2 separate regions of the Sus scrofa genome follow, and region 1 is linked to region 2. Evidence: chromatin contacts called from public HiChIP or PLAC-seq data. All regions are on one chromosome and are shown on one strand. Each heading gives the region's core, a stretch centred on a gene start, on an enhancer-like site or on the middle of the called end of the contact. The rest is flanking DNA. Distances are from core to core; before and after follow the strand shown. Region 1 overlaps TNIK (TRAF2 and NCK-interacting protein kinase). Region 2 overlaps TNIK (TRAF2 and NCK-interacting protein kinase).

Evidence for each region. HiChIP or PLAC-seq counts read pairs in DNA pulled down with a chosen protein or histone mark.
Region 1: a contact with region 2 is called in an H3K27ac HiChIP or PLAC-seq map of skeletal muscle. The contact joins two enhancer-like sites. A contact is called at or near these places in 2 of 2 datasets of contacts at active chromatin or transcription factors (alveolar macrophages and skeletal muscle).

What each region holds. Positions count from the first base shown.
Region 1 is chr13:110,023,817-110,026,516 of Sscrofa11.1, forward strand. The region is part of intron 1 of TNIK (TRAF2 and NCK-interacting protein kinase); the gene reads right to left. Among named protein-coding and RNA genes, the nearest start is that of TNIK, 27 kb to the right of the region's middle. Within about 2 kb of position 1,260, at least 5 of the 83 cell types and tissues checked have an H3K27ac peak or open chromatin away from gene starts, as enhancers often do. A contact at or near this core is called in skeletal muscle, where this site is marked.
Region 2 is chr13:109,744,934-109,747,633 of Sscrofa11.1, forward strand. All of the region lies in intron 10 of TNIK (TRAF2 and NCK-interacting protein kinase), which reads right to left. Among named protein-coding and RNA genes, the nearest start is that of SLC2A2, 130 kb to the left of the region's middle. Within about 2 kb of position 1,403, at least 1 of the 83 cell types and tissues checked has an H3K27ac peak or open chromatin away from gene starts, as enhancers often do. A contact at or near this core is called in skeletal muscle, where this site is marked.

The sequences.
Region 1 (2,700 bases), core at 10-2,509, 280 kb after region 2:
GTATTCTGCTTTACTGTGATGACTGTGGTAGGGACAGAGTCAAGGGCCTAAGTAGGTGATAAACAGTTATTCCGGAGTTCCCGTCATGGTGCAGTGGTTAACGAATCCGACTAGGAACCATGAGGTTGCGGGTTCGGTCCCTGCCCTTGCTCAGTGGGTTAACGATCTGGCGTTGCCGTGAGCTGTGGTGTAGGTTGCAGACGCGGCTCAGATCCTGAGTTGCTGTGGCTCTGGCGTAGGCCAGCGGCTACAGCTCCGATTAGACCCCTAGCCTGGGAACCTCCATATGCCGCGGAAGCGGCCCAGAGAAATAGCAAAAAAAACAAAAAAACAAAACAAAACAAAAAAAAAACAAACAAAAAAAAACACAGTTATTCCCACTAGGGGATTATAAGGAGGGGAAAAAAAATATGGGAGAACCCTGTAAATTAATGATTACTCAAGGAAGCAAGCTTGCTTAACAACAAAACCAAGCAAATTTGCTTATCAACAAACCATGGAACAGAAGCATGAGACATGCCCCATAACAATAAACCAATGGTTGACTGAGACCCACATCTTGCCCAGTTAGTAAGTTAATGACTCCTAAGACATGTTCTTCTGCACACACCAAAAACAAAAGTATAGGAAAAGGTAACATCATACTGAAACCTGAGAGGATTGAGCATATTTAATACATTACTGCCTTTTGCTCATATCCATTGTACCATGACAGTCTCAGCTTGACCATGTAGGGACAAGAAAACTCCCCTGCCAAACTGGGGGAGGCACTGATGATGGAAGTCTACTCAAGAATGAGGAAGAAGGTGGTCTGCCCCACCTCCCCATTCTTCTTTTGATTATATAACCATAACCCTCTAAGTTCCCAGGCTGTGGTGCTCTCTTGCCCGCCTGCTTATATTTCTCACAAGAGCCTTACATTAACAAACTCTTTCCCTACCTGTCACTCTGTCTCTCTCCGAATTCTTTCTGTAGTAAGAGAGAAGAACCTATACTTTACTAAGTCCTGAGACGCGTTCTGCAGGTTTTGGGGTTTCAGCTATGATCTTCCTTCCACATTCTCCTCTTTCTCTTTCACTGTCTCCACCTTTTCCTTCTCTCAGATGTCACAGCCTCTGACTTCTCCCTGATCCTCTGAAGCCACACACAACCAAGACTTTATGCTTACAGCCATTCCGACTGTTTCCTCCATTCTGACAGTTCCAGCTCCGTGCCTGGAACACTGCTGACTGGATAAGTAAATCAACCCATCCATTCGTCCATCCTCATATCTCTATATTTAGTTTTCACCTGTCTCCCAAACTCCAGCTCTGTATTCACAGCCAGGAACTCACATTCCTGAGAGAAATCAAGCTCCCCAATCAGGTTCCCCAGGCCTAAACCAGTCACCTTAGTGTCCTCCACAAAACAAGCTGCTTTATCTTAACTCCCCCACGTAAGGATCTAACAATTCCAGCATAAAAACTTTCATTGCCTAAGCCTAGAATTTCTACAAGTGCCTTCCGTCTCCCATCTTCAATTCATTTTACATTGCCACCAACTTAATTTTGTTAAACGCTATTTTGATGCTGTTGCTCATCTGATAAATGATTATTTATTGGCTCCACACCTGCCTTCAGAAGTTGAGAGGAAGAGAGAAAGGAAAGAGAAACAGGGAGGGTGGAGGGGGGAACACAAGAGTATATAAGCTGGTCCTGAATTTGGTTATCTTTGCTTTTCTTGTAAAAGAAACCTTTCTTCTAGATACACTTTACCCTTTGAAATTCTGATATTCTCCACCTATCCCCTTGACTAGCCAAAGTATATATAACCCTTTAACTAAATATTAAAGACTCTTAAAAATCCAGGCTCTGCTGATCTGTCCAAATTTATTCCCTACAAAAGTCCAACAAAAACCACTTTCTCCTTTCAGATGGCCTCTCCACCCCTCAAACAAGCCTTACCCAATGTCACCTCCACACCACTGTTCACACAGTCCCTTCTCTGGTTCTCTCCTCTGGCTCCTCTGCTGTACCCTGTACAGTCGACCCTAAGTACCTGAGAGGGGATTAGTTCCAGGCAGGCCAACCCACCCTGCCCTTGGACACCACAATCTGTGTACGCTCAAATTCCTTATATAAAATGGCATAGCATTTACATATAAATTACCTATAATCCTCGAGAATACTTTAACTCACCTCTAGGTTAATTATAATATCGAATACAATGGATAGGTAAAGTCATTATTCCCATTTTTACAGATAAGAAAACTGAGTCACGGAGAAATTAAGTATATCGTACACAGAATTCAAATCCATGCAGAATGACCTTCGAGTTCACTAAAGTCACCCACTGGGAAGCTGCACCCAGGCTGGCAATTTCCACCTTGATTTTTGGCAAATCCCAGGATTGGTTCATCACCTCTTTTGAGAATGTATGAACAGCAATCCAACTATAATAACAGATCTATGATACCTGAACATTAGTCTCATAGATCTGGGACATTAGTCCACTTCCAGTCTGCATTATGATGTCCTGATAGCTCAAAAGGAAACACACAAAGCTTATAACATATAAAAATTTTAGACTGCACCTTCATAATGTCTTCAAAATGTAGAACTGCAAGAGAGGATGGCCTCCTTAAGACTGGAACAGGAGTTCTCGTTGTGGCACAGTGGAAATGAATTCCACTAGGAACCATGAGGTTGCAGGTTTGATTCC
Region 2 (2,700 bases), core at 153-2,652:
GCATGATGATTTCAAGTGTATTTTAAAAAATCACATAAAAATTAGTTTCGTCTATTTAGATATGTGTGAAGTTTAGAGGCTACTTATTTTTTAAAGTATAATTTCACCCAAAATGTAAGGAAACTTCATAAAGTATTTTAATATTCCACTTTGAAAATTTAATATTCCAAACTTTCCTGAAATGAATCAACAGAGAGTTCAAAGTAAAGTGCAGAAATTTTACCTATTAAAGGGAATTATAGCAAGGAAAAGCACACAATTAATCTAATTATTTCTACTCTCTAGGGTAAAACTTTCATTGGTCAGGCTTCTCAACTGTAATACTTCACCAGAATCCAGCATGATTGCTTTTATATTACTGGCTTAAATTAACATTCATCAACATATCTTAAGGAAAAAAATAATATCAGGTTAAAAGAATCATAAAGCAGTACACATTAAAATTTTTTTGATTCTACCAAAAGCTGGTCTTAGAGCTATGAAGAGAGTGAAAAAGTATAAGAAGGAGCAAATTAAGACATTTAATCAAATGAAGCAACTGGAATGAAGTCTCACTTGAATAATACTTTTTCTTGGGGAGCGAACAAAAAGGAGGGCTAAGTCTAAACAGAATTAGGTTCCTGAAATCACCATGCAACTCTTGAGTATACCTACTACTGAGAATCTTACTCTTCTATTCTGCAGAGAAGGAATACATTAAAAATGGTCTATTTTCATGGGATGATAAGTTCTGAGCCACATTCCGGAGTGTGCCCTAAATATGAAAATGACCCAAGGCTCAAGCTTTACCCATTCTTACATGTCAGAAGTAGAGGTCACAGGATCTCAGAAAGTAACCGTGAATAGTACTGAAAAATTATAGGTCAGTAAAGAATTGTCTAAATAAGAATAGCTTATATTTATTGAGTACATGTATGTGCCAGACATTGTATTAAGCATTTTCCATGCATTTAATCTTTGTAACAATGCCAGACAATACTAATTATTATACCTCCAATTCCTGGTATAAAGATTATAAAGATGAGAAAGCTGGGATGAAGTTCACATAACCATTAAGGGGTAGAAGGAGAATTTGAACTCAGAATTTGAGTCTGAAAACAAGAGAATGAACACAACTAACTCTTGATACCTTCAGAAAAATAAAATTTCTTTTTTTGAGAAGTTGACCTTTAATGGCTGCATGTCTGATACACTGCCCTAAACTATTCCTTCTAAAATTTTGACTTCTTGGAGTGGCCTAAGACCACTATTAATAAATAGCAGTTGAAAAACGAGTCCTGGCCCTGTCTGACCTTGACGCATCCATTTCTCTCCAAGCCCAGTTCCTCCAGCCCGGGCTGCCCTCCCAGCCCTTTGCTTCTGATTGACACCTCATCCCTCTCCACCCACTAATAACTGGCAATGGGCCTCACTTTTGGCTTTGCCTCGTAACCTCCTGCTCCTCAGGGCAATCTGCTCACATGTTTTCCTAAGTCCCCGAGGCTGGCAGCAAAGGAGAAATTTGGAGCTTCACTGAAGCTTCCTTTTCCCTTAGCCTCTGCTGATCTTACCTCTGCCCAGTCTTGACTCCTACACTGCTCACACTGCCCCATCCCTAGGACTCTGCTTATACCCTGCCAGGTCATCACAGATATTAACTGCAGAGGCAAAGAGAAAGGGAAAATCAAATAAAAGGAGGGTTGAATCTCTATTCAACCAACTAGGACACAGTCCCAGGACCCTGAGTTTGGACTCATTGGTCCTTTCCAATGACGTGGTAAGAAGGCACCGTGGGGAGGTCTTGTGGCTCAGAGGGTTAAGAACCCCACATTCTCTCTGTGAGGATGTAGGTTTGATCCTTGGGCTTGCTCGGTAGATTAAGGATCTGGCATTGCTGTGAGCTATGGTGTAGGTTGCTGACACACATCAGATCTGGCGTTACTGCGGCTGTGGCGTAGGCCTCAGTTGTGACTCCGATTTGACCCCAGCCTTGGGAACTTACATGTGCCGCAGGTATGGCCATAAAAAGAAAAAAAGAAAGAAAGACAGAAAAGGCAGTGTGGTATAACAGCTACAGCCATAACAGAGTTTTTGAATCTGTAAAAGTGCATTTTCATTAAACAAGTGCATTAAGTAATCTTCCAGTTCAAAATGCGATGTTCCAAATAGCAAGCCTGGCAACCTCTTTTATATCACTGTGACTATAAGAAAAGTCATTTTGACTTCCAAATAACTAAATTAGAATGAGCCTCAGAACACAAAAACTTAAATGTTGAAGAGTGCCAGGACTGAAAAATGTCAACTAGATGGGTTCTTTTTTAAGGCTGCCTGTCTTCTGTAGATTTTTTTTTTGTCTTTGAAACATGAATATTCATTCGAATTAAGAAAATCACTTGTCATACCAAACCACTTCATAGTATCACTCAACATGACTTTGTTCAGTGCCTGGAAAAGGGACTATTTCTCACAGTTCTATTCTTTACTGACAGATTTCATCTCAGCAGCTTCCCTCCGCTGATATCCACAGGCTGTGATCCCAGAGGCAGCCCTTCACCATAAAGAATAATGCAGTCCTACAGAGTTCCAGTAGTGGCATAGTGGAAACGAATCTGACTAGGAACCATGAGGTTGCGAGTTGGATCCCTGACCTTGCTCAGCTGGTTAAGGATCTGGTGTTGCCATGAGCTGGGGTGTAGGTCGCAGATGCGGCTCGGATCCTGC